Regions from separate parts of the Mus musculus genome. Here region 1 is linked to region 2. A link is a contact called in public promoter capture Hi-C data. All regions are on one chromosome and are shown on one strand. The core of a region is the stretch at or near the end of the contact, and the rest is flanking DNA. Distances in the headings are between cores, read along the strand shown. Region 1 holds the start of Grap2 (GRB2-related adaptor protein 2). Region 2 holds the start of Cacng2 (calcium channel, voltage-dependent, gamma subunit 2).

Evidence for each region. Promoter capture Hi-C pulls out the DNA fragments that hold promoters and counts their contacts.
Region 1: a contact with region 2 is called in a promoter capture Hi-C map of liver, with 8 times the contacts expected there. The contact joins the promoter of Grap2 here to the promoter of Cacng2 in region 2. A contact is called at or near these places in 2 of 39 promoter capture datasets (both in liver).

What each region holds. Positions count from the first base shown.
Region 1 is chr15:80,570,600-80,577,695 of GRCm38.p6, forward strand. It overlaps Grap2 (GRB2-related adaptor protein 2), which reads left to right and starts at 1,998. Exons shown (of 8, transcript NM_001289442.1): 1 at 1,998-2,142.
Region 2 is chr15:78,115,571-78,122,314 of GRCm38.p6, forward strand. Cacng2 (calcium channel, voltage-dependent, gamma subunit 2) reads right to left here and starts at 3,710. Exons shown (of 4, transcript NM_007583.2): 1 at 3,111-3,710. The coding sequence starts at 3,321. It overlaps A730060N03Rik (a long non-coding RNA gene), which reads left to right and starts at 3,225. Exons shown (of 2, transcript XR_875456.2): 1 at 3,225-4,850.

The sequences.
Region 1 (7,096 bases), core at 748-3,247, 2.5 Mb after region 2:
TAAAGTGCTCTGTAATGTGAAAACAGTGGCTATCCTGTTCACAAGCAACTTAGCTTTAAGAAAATTGTACAGAATTTTCTTTTAAAGTTGTCTTTTTTTAAAAAAAAAAAAAAGAGTTGTTTACTCTTATTTGTATGAGTACACTGTAGCTGTCTTCAGACACACCAAAAGAGGGCATCGGATCCCGTTACAGATGGTTGTGAGCCACCATGTGGTTGCTGGGAATCGAACTCAGGACCTTCGGTAGAACAGTCAGTGCTGAGCCGGCCGAGCCATCTCTCCAGGCCTCAGACTTTTATTAATAAGAAAAGAAGCTGGAGAAATGACCCAGTAAAGACTCACGTTGAGCAGCTCACTGTGGTCTGTTACCCCGGTTTCAGGAGACCTAGCACTCTTCTGGTCTCCATGGGCATTGCATTCCCATTACTAAGGATGCAAATTACTTCTTCTAGCCCATTTGATGAATATTTACTGAGCACCTACTATGACCAAAGTAATGTGCCAGTTCTATACCAGGCTCCTTCTTCCCTGTTTCAATTAAAATGCATAATCAGGCAGGCATGGTAGTACACATCTATAGCCCAGCATTGGGGCTGGCTGGACCCAAATCTTGAGGCTGCAGCTGGAAGTCAAAGAGTTCTAGGCATAGCCTGGGCTACAGCACAGAAGAAAACATGTCTCAAAAAAAAAGTGAGAGATTATAATGAGAAAAGGGTTTTTAAAATATAAATCTTCAAGCCCAGTGGTGGTAGTACACTCCTTTAATCTCAGCACTCAGAGGTAGTGCAGGTACATCTCTGAGTTTGAGGCCAGCCTGGTCTACAGAGCAAGTTCCGGGAAACTCTATCTTGCAAACCAAAAACTAAAATAAAATAACTTTTTAGTAAAGTTTATCATTTAAAGAAGCAATGAGATACCGCCTCAGAAGTCAGGAATGAAGTCTAAGTTATACTCTTAGAACTTCAAATTGAATCAAATGGGGAAAAAACTATGCAGAGATTCATGCCGGAGGTATCCCGAAATGTCCCTCTTCTCCTTGGATCCAGCCTCCAAACTCTAAAGGCCTTGCTTAGCCAGTTGAAATGCGTCTCCTTTTTGTGCAAGAGATACAAGAACAAAGAGAAAGGAAGAGAGACTTCAACGGGCTGCAGGTGGTGTGGGGGCAGGGAGAGTTAGAAATATGGAGGTGAGAACTGGGGAAGTTGAGGGAGATGATGATTCTTAAATTGTCAGAGAGCCTTGGGTCCAGCTTGCTCAAGAGAACGTGAAGTCCCACGGGTCCAAGGAAAGATCTGCACTCTTGACCATAGCAAGCCTGGACTTAGAACCCCTGGCTTATCGGCTAGTTAACCCCCATAGTGTGTGTCTGTGTCGTGTGTCTGTGTCACTAACAGAACTCCTGGCTTAGAGAGCCTCCCACTGTTTTCTTCCTTCTCTCTTGGGTCAAGATTTGTATCACAAGCTAAGAGTTATGTAAATGGGTTGGCTACACTTAGCAAGCGGTTTCTCTGAGATTTTAACATCATGATTGACCAGGGAAGACTTTAACTTTTTCCCAGTGGCCTTTGCATTTCTCCGGATGGAATGATGTGAAAACAGGCTTTTTCCTTGAGGCCAGCAGCAGCTTGTTACCGGATCATATCCAAACTCAGAAGTTTTCTTGTGTGAATGTGAGCGTTGGGGGCAGGCGTGTTTTCAGAAGTTTTCGTATGTGTATGTGAGCGTTGGGGGCAGGCGGGTTTTGTTAAAACTGAAACGAATAGGAGCAGGCATGTTTCGGTGAACCTCCTGCGTTTTGGTTCAACTCTAGCAGCTAGAAAACAAAACCACATAATCTGAGGCTCACGCCCAGCTCTGCGCAGCAGGGTGTCTGCTAGTTCCTGTGTGGTTTGCCTGCAGACTGGCTGGGGGGGAGCTTGGAGGAGGGCAAGGGGCAGGGAGGAGGAAGCTGTATTGATGGATCTGGGGCTTGCGACCTGCTTCAGTGTGGTGCTCAGAAACCAGCACAAGGCAGACCTGTAGGCTGAGGCGGCGCGGTAAACTTGACATTTGAATGCATCTTCCCACTGGCAAAAGGCAATTCTAATAACTCGTTGTCAAAGCCGAGATACACGCTCAACTCAACCTCTTCGCGTCCCAAAGGTAAGTCATGCGTCGTGGGTGCACGCCCTCTGGAAACCTTGAGCGCTTTTAAGATTCTGTTCTCTGTAAGCCAAATCTAATGAAAGCTAGTCCTACTGGTTTTCTGAACTTTGCTGGCAATACTTCAGCCATCAGCCTAGGCTTCTTATCTAGTTGGCTTACGTTAGTAGGGATTGGATTCAACTTCTGTCAAACGAACTAGAGAAAACTTGGTCTTTACTGGGCCCATGGGGGAAAAAACGGCAGTTCTACTAACTGGCTTCAGAGCGATCTCTGGGAAAGACCTTGGATGTTGAGGTCCCAGAGGGGGAAAAAAAAATCCCCCTTCAATAGTGAAGTCGGGGAGTGGCAGGTGGTAGGGAATTGAGCCCAGACTCTGAGGACTTGCTCAATTTTTTCACCAACTCCAAACTGCTAGTTCTGGCGGCATTTGCTCTCTTTACGAAGAACACTGGTCTGAGTTCCTTTAATAAGAGAAAACTTCCCGTGGGAAGACATGAGGAGAGGGTGTTGTCTATCTTTGTCTCTTTATTAATAGTTGTGTGGCATCTTTAAAGACCATCTCTGGTTTCTGCTCTTGTCCCCATCTGTTTCAGAACCTGAGAAAGGAATGCAAAGACCAGGTTTTCACTGACTTAACCATGACTGCATCCACTTAACCTCAAGTGCAGCCTTGTTAATAAGGCATATGGAACACTTTGTATATCATTAGAAGTACTCATCCAGAGATAGACTAAGGGGGGCTACTTGGTCTCCAAACCACCGCAGGGATAAGGCAGTGATGAGCACACATTGTTGGAGGGTGAGAAACTTCAGTGGAAGAGCCTTGCATATGGGTCCATTTATTATAAACTGCTAATTTGTTATAGGGTCCCTTTTTTTTTCTTCTTCATTTTTGATTTCAGAAAGAACGTTTAGTTTAACCTGGTCTCTTTTAGTGAATCAACATGGCCTACAAAGCTTGATATTCATAGTATAATTTTAGAGAGGCCCTCTTGAAAGAAGCAGCCACTATTAAGTAGTGTCTCCCTCTCCCCCCCCCCACCCCCCCACCAAGGCAGGGTTTCTCTGTGTAGCCCTGTCTGCCCTGTCTGTGTAGCATAGGCTGGCCTCGAACTCACAGAGATCCTCCTGCAAGTAGTATATTTCGATGCCAAGTTTTTAAAAAACTTCTAACTTATTCCCTTTTTAAGAATTTTTTTGTGTTTGTGTTCTGGTTTTCTGTAAAAGGAGGCAGCCCCACATCACTGAAGAAAACTACCCTATTAAACTCAACCCCAGAGAGTCTCCCACATAGTAAACTGTAATCTTATTCTCCCTAAATTGTAATAGCTTTCATCTTTTAAAAATGGCTTTACTGAAGCTGAGGGGAAGGAGGTGATCGATCAATTCAATATAAAGAAATGCCTTTGCTTCTAACAATAGCTTCCACGTCTCAGGCCTTCATTGTTTTATACCTACCCCAGAGGGACACCATAAGAATAAAAGAGTTAACATAAATACCATGTACCTTAGGGAAAGGCGCTGTGAAAACGCATGATGGGTCCATTATTATTTCTCTAAATCTTAATCATTTTCCTTCTCGTCTCTTGTACAAAACGCATCTCTCCTGCTGCCCAGAGCCTGCTCTTTTGGAACCATTGCCTTCTGGAAGAGCTGCCAGTGATTTCCATGTGTCTGTTGATTCCCAAAGAATAACACCTGCTGCTGTTGGCAGCTTAAAGAGCTCAGGCCTGAACTTGAACAAAAAAAAAAAAAAAAAATATGTGCCCCTTTTCCTGGCTCTAGAAAAGTCTATAATTGTTCACAAATATGTCATTAAGTGTGATTCCATCAGCGTTTCTTAACTGAGCAACAGTTGCTGCTGGGTGAGTCCAAGAGACAGCACCTGCAAGCTCCTGTGAAGCAAGGTCAAAGTGGGGCAGCCAGGTAGCTCAATGAGCAGAGATGCTCGCCAGCAAATCCAACTCTGTGAGTTCAGTCCCTGGGACTCACATGGTGGGGAGAAAAGAAAAGAGCCCTGCTCTTCGTTCTCTGACTCAGCCTCCACACTGTAGCATACGACGCACACGTAAATAATAAATAATATAAAGTCATAGTAAGCAAATACTTTTAAAAGTCCAAGAGTAGTCACCGTGTAGTTATTTGAATCAAAGAGTAGAGGAGGTGAGCTCATGGTGTACAACTGGAGCCTTCGCGCCGCGCATCTCCCTATACAAAGGGGCGCCTCCATTTCGTGTGTCTCTGTCCTTTTTTCTTCATTATCATATTTTTATACTGTTGGGAGAATTTTCAGGAAATCACAGCTTCATTCAATGAACACGTCACTCACATTTATTGAGCAATTGCTTTGTGCCGCACTTGCCCAAGGGTGCCAAGGTCTCTAACAACGTTCACAGTGGGTTTCAGTAGACTTGAGCCAATAAGAATCCAGTAAGTAATGTTTTAAAGTAGTTTTCTTTCTACGTATACAAGCATAGTCCAAAGTTTTAGAGAGTTTAATACAACGAGAGCGACATACACAATGATAGAAACCTTCTTTGCTCTTCAAAGATGTTAATCATTTCATGAAGAAAGTGAATTTATGTACAGATAGATTTAAGCAAGGCATGGTGGCACATGCCTGCAATCCCAGCTCTTGGGAGGCAGAAGCCAGGACTGGTACAATTTCAAGGCCACCAGGCCAGCCAGCCAGCTACACAAGCAAGACTATCAAAAAAAAAAAAAGTGTACACATTTAATAGAAAGTTGAAATGCTAAATGTGCCCACTCGGTTTACAAACATAACCTTCATCACACAGCTCTCTCTGCTGTATTGCTTTCTGAATTTCTTGTAAGTTGCAGATGAATGACAGTTTGCTCCTGAATAATTCAGTTCACACCCAAGAACAAGAACATTCTCTTATATAACCGCGATGCCTTCATTATGCCTCCGAAGGTAGGAGTTCTTAATATCTACTAGTTAATAACTAGTCCATACCAATCCTCCCCATTTTTGCCTCTGTCACCCATACCATTACTTTAAAAAAAAAACAGAATTAATCTTTATATTTCTCTAGTCAACACTGGAATTTTTTTTTCAAGTTAGGCCAGTGATCTTGCAAAAATGCCCTACATTTTGAATCAGATGTTGCCTCGTGGCTAATCTGTCACTCTGCCCCTTGTTGGTCGCATAACCTCCGTGTTAGAACTAAAAGCATACTGAGATTGGTGTTTGCATGTACTCATTACCCCGCGTGTATGGGTGTGGGCACGTATGTGGCAGCACACATGTGGCAGTCAGAGATACCTTGACTTCTCCCTGTGGGATCTGGGAATCAAGCTCAGGCTGTCAGGCTTGGCAGCAAGCATCTTTACCGGCTCATGTTGAGATACTGATTGAACATTTTTCATAAGGTGCCACGGGGTGCTCCATATTGCAGCATATCGGGAGACGCGTCGTTCTGGATTGTTCCACCAGTCACGATGCCAAGTTTGATCTGGCTCTAGGCATTGATTTTGCTCTGGGGATCTCTCTCTCTCTCTCTCTCTCTCTCTCTCATTATCAAGGTACTTGGTTCCCTCTTACAATTAACAAGTAATTGGAGGGGGTGACACTTTGGCATTGTGCTAACATCCTACTTCCAACTGCTTCCATCTGATGATTTTAGGTCCTCGTCTCTGCCCAAATCGATATTCCATCGGTGCTCATACCTATTTTTAATATACCTCGAAGATGCATAAGACAAGCTCAGTCACCACTAGTGACAGCAGCTGTATTTATCTGTTGAGTACACAAGTTCACGTGGCAGTAATAATAAGAAGTTACACTGACTGGATACTCGTCGTGGAGCCAGACAACTAAATCGGCAGAGCCCAGCCCACCATTTGCTGAGTGAACTGAACAAAATCCAGTCCTCTCTGGTTTTGTTTCTTGAGCTGCAAAGGAGAGAGAGAGAGAGAGAGAGAGAGAGAGAGAGAGAGAGAGAGAGAGAGAGATGAGGAGGTAGGTGGGGTTGTCTGAGGATTGAATAATTTATACACGTTTCCAAAACAGTTCGCTGTTGGTGCTGTTGCTGTTATTGCCTCGTGGCTAATCTCTCTCTCTGCCTCTCATTTTACTTATAAACTCCACCTCAGGACCTCACGTGCCAATCTAAGGCTAGGCAGACATTAAATTGCTTACTTCCCCAGGCATAGCCAAGAAAGCGCCAGCAATGTCATTCCTTCACACATAAGACAATTTTAAGGTGCCAAGAGGCCAGAGGACCTCACAGAAGGTCACTCACAGAGTTTGACCTCAAGGAATCTGATTCCAGAACATTCTCTGTAAAGGCTGGCACGTGGAAGGCGGAATGGATGGGCATCAGCAAAGAGGGCCGCATATGCCAAGGTTGAAGTTGAAAATCTAGCATGGCTACCCAAACACATTGCAAGCTTTGATCTTACAATGAGAATGGCATTCTGTAAAGTGTAGATTTGTGGACTTGTTACCTTTCCATCACCTGGAACACTCCAAGAACATGGAAGAGTTGGGAGTGAGGAGAGGAGAACAGAAGGCAGGGGCGGGGAAGTAGAAGAGACTAATGCAGAAGAGGAGGGGTGAGACCTCAAAGCCTCAGGACAGTCATTGTCTGTTGTCGGCTTCATTGTCGTTGTTGGTCGTCTCGTCTCGTCGTCCGTCGTCGGGAGGGAGGAGTCCTTGTTTTTTTATTTTTTATTTTTTCACATTCCTGTACTGTAAAAGATTTCAAGACTTAAACGCTGGAATGTAAAAGCCACACTGGGCTTCCTTGAAGGATGATGGATGTCCGCTGTGGATAGTAATGCCCCCAGCTGGTTATCTCAGGGCCCCCAGACCTTGCCTAAGTCAATCTGTGACTTCAGAAAAAAGCCCAGTTTTAGGCAGCCAAAGCCTCCCCAGCCAGGGATTGGTCTGAGCCCTCATTAGCATTACAAGTGGGTTCCAGGGCTG
Region 2 (6,744 bases), core at 2,460-4,959:
GGACCCCTAAGGCAGTTTCTGAACAATTCAAGGCTTCCACCCAGGACTCTGTTCATGCCAGGGTCACGCCAATCACCTCTCCCACCACAGGCTCGGATCCCCAGAAAGGCACCCACCTGCCAGAGAGTTCAAGAGTTCACCTGAGAGACCTTTCCGTTATCTGTAGAGGGGAAGATTTCCTTCATCTCTCTCCTTACCCAGAGTGGGGCCTTAACAGGTGGTCATGTCCCTTTTTTTTTAATCCCTCCACAGACTCATTAATTTCAAAAGCAGCCACAGAGGCAAGGGACTACTTCGCAATTCTTCTTTTCATGAAGAGGTAAAAGAAAAATAACCATCTCATGAGATCACACACAAAAACTCTAATGAAAGCTAGAGAGCAATAGAGACAAGAGGAGATCAGGCCTGGTTTTCAGCTGAGGTTACTGGCAGACTCTCAGGGAGAAAACTGGAAACCTGTTCGCCAGGTCTTCAGTGTGGGTACAGAGCGCAATCCAAGGTGGGATGGGAGGGATCTTTTTGGAAAGTCTTTCTTACCCCAGACCCTGACTTGAAGAAGCGCCAATCACCCAGCCCTCGATGAAGCTGACTCTGTTCTGAAGACTCAGAGATGCTAACTTGTCAATACCATAAGGACCCATGCATGCCAGTTCACATAAGTCCCCAAACTCTAGTTTTAGGAAGTGCATGCAGTTAGAAAATCAGCACCAGACACTTCCTAAGTGGCCAAGGTGAGGTGGTCCCAGGTTTGCGGAACCCCAAGGCGGAAGGTGTAAGAGATGGAAAGGTCTGGTCAGACAGGGCCCTGGAGCTCATTAGCTCTTTCAGTCTGAGCCTAGTGGGAAAGACTATTAATCTAGCCCTCCCCTCACAGCCTGGAGGCAAGTGCCTGGGTTGGGCACCCAGGGTGGCCGCTGGGGACAGTGCCAAACCCACAGCTCCTGTGAGCATCACACAACCCTAGGAGGCGGGGGAGGGGGGGCGGCGGCTGCAATTCTAACACGTTATAGTTGATCGAGGCAGAAGAGAGTAAAGCTCGGAGAGAAAGTTAGAGGAGGTGGGTAGCTTCGGACTTGGAACAGATGGGCGTCTAATGAAAATACTTAAGCCTTTTGATGCACAAGTGACCCAGTGCCATCGCAGTCGTGTCTACTGCGAATTACAAGATGTTTAGAAGATCACAACACTAAGGATCCGTCACACACACAAAAAAATCCCCGATTTAGAAAGCATATTTATACCAAGTCACTGATATCTGACTACATTTGCCCTAAAATAAAAACACAGATTTTTCTCTAATTTTTCTTGGCTGCAGATCTTTTATCCCTCTAACCAAAATCCAAGGAATGCAAACAGCTGCCAGGATCATGTCCCCAAAGCAACCCTCATTCCCTTTGCTTTCTTTCTCTTTCGGCATCAAAGCTTGCCATAAATGTTTAATTACATGGAAGCTGCCTTTTCACTGAAAATGACTGGCGCTATGAAAGGCTTTTCATTTTTTAAGAGAGGCAGAATGCGTGTGTGTAAAACGGTCCCTATTAATTTCCTGATATTGACTCTCTGGCTGAGGAGGAGCACGGAGTGTTCAGCAGAGAGCACCTCTGCAGAATGTTAAAGGCAGCGCTTGGACTGAGAAAGGGTATCAAATGCAGTATGCGTCAAACAGACCATCGCTCAATGAAGTCACTTAGCTATTCAAAACATGTTCAGCCATCACTCAACCGTTTGCACCAAGAACACCGGGAGGGGGCATGTGATGGGAGCTCTTTTCCCAGACCAGTGTTTGGCTTAGTATAGGTTAGACACCCCCCAACCCCCCAGGATCACATCAGTTTTGCCCTCTCCCCCATCTGCTGGCCCCAACTCCCTGCAGCACCATCCCATGTTGAGCTTAACAAACAGTTCTGCAGTGCTCACTTCCCGATGCCACCTCAAAGGGCCTCCAGGCTTGGTTCACATCAGTGGAACACATACAAGCCTCTTTCCATACAGGGGCATATGTGTCTCTCTGTCTGTCTTCCTATAGGTGGCTTTTGCACACAGACAGATATAGCTATGCAAATTCACTCCTTCATATTAAAGTCTGTGGCTAAATGCAGCTTGTATGACCTGCAGAGTTCCCCCCTCTTGTGTTTATTAATGTATCCCAAAAGCACATGCCTTCCTCATGTCCTAGTGTCCTGGCCTTTACATTGTGGGAGCCCCTCAGCCCACAGCACATGCGGCGCACATGCCCCAATGACTCTGCAAGATCAAGACCAACAGCTGACACCCCCACCCCATTTTTTCCCATTCCACCCCTCAACCTCTCCATGCCCTCGCCTCCTGCCTGCACAGTGCTGACTCGACTTGCTTCTGGGTGACAGACATGTCACTCTGCGTGGAAGCAAATCAGCGCTCGGTCTAACCCGCAAGTGACCGCTGTTGATTAGAACTTGGGCTTGTTTCCTGTGAGAGACACATGCATTTTAGACTTCGTAAACGTTAAAAACACACACATACACACAGCCAGCCACCTCGAATGGTACGCGGGGCTCGTAGACATTACGAAATGCTCTTGAACTCGGCTTGAGCTCCTAGAATAATTAGAATCTACCAAATAAGGATTCTTAGAAACAACAGATTTCTTTTTTTAAAGGGAGACTTGCAGATGGTGCTGGGCCTGTAACTTTTGAGGAGCGAGAGAAGAGGAAGAGCATTTTTTTCTGAATCCTTCATTGCAAAAGGCTGAGCAGCACACAGGGAAGCAATTATTTTTCCCTCCTCATAGGTGGCAAAGCCAGACCCAAAGGCAAACCCTAAGGACTCCAAAGCATCCAGAGCACATCTGAACTCTACAGACAATTTCCTGTTTTCACCATACCATAGATCATTCCAATGAGGAGGTTTGGGAGGACGGGGTGGAAGCCAAAGAGTAGAGAGTGTGGGTTCTGCTTATTGATTTTCTTTCCTCTGAAACTAACCCAGTCAACCTTGATCTGCAGCGGCAGCGGCGGAGGGAGTGAAGTGGGAAAATGGTGGAATGTGGAGGGGACTTATTTGGAGGCGGGGGGGGGGGTGTGGAGGGGAGGGGCGGCGTGGGAAGGGGGAGGAGGTTGGAAATCAAATACCTTCGAGGCAGCAGGTTCTCCATAATCCGGAATGGGTCATAACTTCCTCGTTCTTCTTGCTGGTTTCATTCTCACTGACACTTTTGGTCTTGCAAACCCCTCTGGAGTACAGCCAATAGTCGGTTCCCACAGCGATGGTCATCAAGCTGAAGGCAGCGAAAGCACCAACGGTGGTTAAAAGCATTTGAACACCTCGATCAAACAGCCCCATAATTCTTCATTATATAAACACCCAACCGACTTCTGGTTCTCAGGAGCGTGTGTGTGAGGGTGCGATTGGTAATTCCACTACTAATATAATGGATATATGTGTGAATAGAGAATATGGAGAGATATAAAAAAAGGGAGATAAGAAAGCTCACGGAAAAGTGTGTAAATTATAAAGATCACACGGGAAGAGAGGCTTGCCTTTTGAGATCAAAAAACTGTTCCAGTTGCAGCGATTTTTTTAAAAAAAGGGAAAATAAATAAAAAGACACCCCCCCACCCCCCCAAGTGAGATGCCTTAATCTCTTTTCCTAAAATTCTGGTCTCCAGTTTCCATATGTGATCGCTAATTTGGAGATGGCTTCCACAGCGCGCCAGGGTACAGCCGAATTCTCAACACCATCTCTCATGGTCCGGACCTAGACAGTTAGAGACTGGAAGAGCTGGGAAGCAACCTTCGGTCTTCGTTCGCGGCTCTGCGGCCTGCGCCATGAAAATCCGTGGCTTCGCCAGTTCTCTTCCTTGGGGAGGGAGGGGGTCCTCGAGGCGCCTCCGTTTCAGAGGAGACTGCCCAGTCTTCTGCAAGCCCTCGAGCTCAGCTGCACCGGTGAGGGGGTCTCGCCTCCCATGGTTGTGCCCCGGCGGCGGTAACGGCGGCGGCGGCGGCAGCGGCAGCGGCAGCAGGGTTGGCGGGCGCGGTGGCGGCAGGACGAGCAGCCGCGGTTATTGTTGTTGGCGGCGGGGGTAGTGTCGGCGAAGTGGGGGAGGGAGGGGGTTTCTCCCGGAGAATCGAGGCGGGGTTCCCTCCCCCGATCCGCAAAGCTCCTCGGAAGCCAGCGAGCGAGCGAGCGATGGGGCGCGCTAGCCGGCGTCTTGCAGCAGGCAGGCCCGCCCGCCTCCCCCGCTCACGGCCGCGCAGCCCCGGGCCAGGCGCTCCCAGCTACAGCATCGCCGTGGTGCTGAAACGGACAGCTCACCCCGGCCGGGCTCGTCCACTTACTGCATCGCCGTAGTGCTGAAGTGGACAGCTCCCCACGACCGGGCGCTCTCACCTACAGCATCGCCGCGGTGCTGGACTGGACAGCTCTCGGAGCAGGAGCGCCCACCTACTGCGTCGCCGTGGTGCTGAACTGGACAACTCCCCCACTCTGTGCGCTCCCTGCGCTCTGTAGCCGGCCAGGAGTGGGGCCCTGGCCACGGGGCCTCTGTCGTCCGCGGACGGGCCAGGCCAGGGCCAAGCGCAGGGCTGCCTGGCCTCCCGGACTCCTGTTCCACAGTTCCGGAATGAGCGCTGGCCGGGGCCTCCTGGAGCTGGGAGGAAGGCGTAGCTGGCGATCTCTCTCTCTCTCTCTCTCTCTCTCTCTCTCTCTCTCTCTCTCTCTCCTCTTCCCTCCCCCCTTGGTGTTTCTTCCAGTTCAGCCTCCTTCTCATTCCATCTCTACGTGCCCAGAGCTTCAAATACAGTCCTCCCATCACAGTCAGATTCCCACAAAACTTCAATCAGCTGCTTCTCCTGGAAGAGATCCTGGATGGGTAATTACAAACATAGTTTCTATGTGTTGTTCTTCCTCCCCTATTCATGGGTTCCACACTTTCTGGGGAGGGGAGGTTGTTTTATTTTACTGTCTGGATAGACGCATCTCCTGCCTTATTTCCTCTTGATCTTTCTTTCTGGCTAACAGGGGTTGTGTATAGCTTTCTCTGTGACTCTCTGTAGTTTTTCTGTGAAATTCTACATCTTGCTTCTACAAGTAGACATTTTGGGAAGATGATTCTTGTGAAAGGATGAGAAAAGGGTGGCTGGTAACTGGGGTTCGGGACATGATACTCATCTCAAAGGTAAAAATGTTTTCAGGAAAAGTGAGTTGTGGATCTTTCCAAGTTTCCCTTGTCATTCATAAATGAGATTGATTTTTTTTTTAAACCTCTCTACTATGAGCAGGGAAAGGCAGGAGCCCTCTCTTGCTCAGCAGAACGGCGAGCCTGGGTTGTTTCCTGTGTCACCTCTCCAGACTGTGTGTGCAACTTTCCCTTAATGTGACCCTGGAAATCGAAGCACGTAGATGATGCTCACTGCTGTGGATGCCATGTTATCTCAGATCAGTTTTGTGACTAAGTAAAAGGAGACCATAGGAGACTCTAGGTTACATTTTTTTCCTTTGGGGGAGGGGCTAGAGAAAGCTGTGAATCCATTGGGTCAGTTGAAGGGTGTAGAGTGAGGATTTGATTTCATAATTTAGTAATGCCACCCCTCATTGTGCCTTGAGATGACCTGCATGATAGTTTCTCAGTGATCCAGAGATTACGGGTGCACGCAGAAGATGGCTGAGGTAGAAATAGTTCCTTGGGTGTAAATTCCAGAGCCTAACCTCTTCCTTTCATCTGCGCAGTCACAGGTAGAAACTACCTGTTTCTCTACCCTGCATAAAACTTCCTTTTCTCCCAATCTCCTCTCCCTCCTCAGACTGGAAGGACCCTCCTAAGGATTGAGAGCTGTCTTTCTAGTTCCAGCATCTAGAGAAGGGCACCCAGACGTCTGCAGTCTGTGCTAAGGGATTTTAGTGGAGGCTGGAGCTGGCTTGCATGGAAGAGGTTCTTGGGCCTTGGATTCCTTCGTGGGAGGAAAGCAGCAGGGGAGGAGAGGGGTGGGGGTGGATGGTCTGCTCATCCCTGGTGCACTTTAGTAGTGGCTTCCGTGGGTGTTTCTGTTGGACTGCTATCCTTAAAGGAAGATGTGAGGGGCAGATACCAAAGCTTCTGAGATTTCCCAGGTCTTTTGAGCAGGGCAGGTTGGAGAGACACTTGGGTGTCTCATATGTGTCTAAGAGGTGATGCCTGTCACCTTGGCTGCTTTTGACCTTCCCATGCATAGTGGAGCAAAACACTTTTTCTCATCCCTTCCCTCTTCACATCAACCCCTGGGCCTTCTGCTCAGAAAGCACCCACCCATTCCAGAACCTCAGAAGCCTCCGTTTGTCCTCAGACTCTGCTAACCTCGGAACTGCTGACAGCGGCTGTAGCATTCACAGACTTTGATTCATCTTCTGGCCACGTCGTCACCGGGAAAACAACAGGGGTGGGGGTGGGGAGGGGAATCTGTCTCTATAGCCAGCATAGAGACAGCAGAGACTACTGCAGAGAGAATAAGCCCGGGGACACAGCTTCACTTGGTACTTGGACAATTGCCATACTCTATCCAAGTTGGCTTCCTGAAGACTCAGTTTCAGTGTCTGAAAAATGGGTCCCTGAGCACTTGTCCACTCCTTGTAGAGCTTCCCAGCTACCCCTGATCTTCACTGTTTGCCATATTGCTATGAATTCACCGCATTGATCACACTTAATTGTGCTATAGCCCCCTCATTGCCTCATAACCCCTTGATAGCAAGATCTGAGCCACGCTCAATGTTATGATGTTAGGACCCAAGGA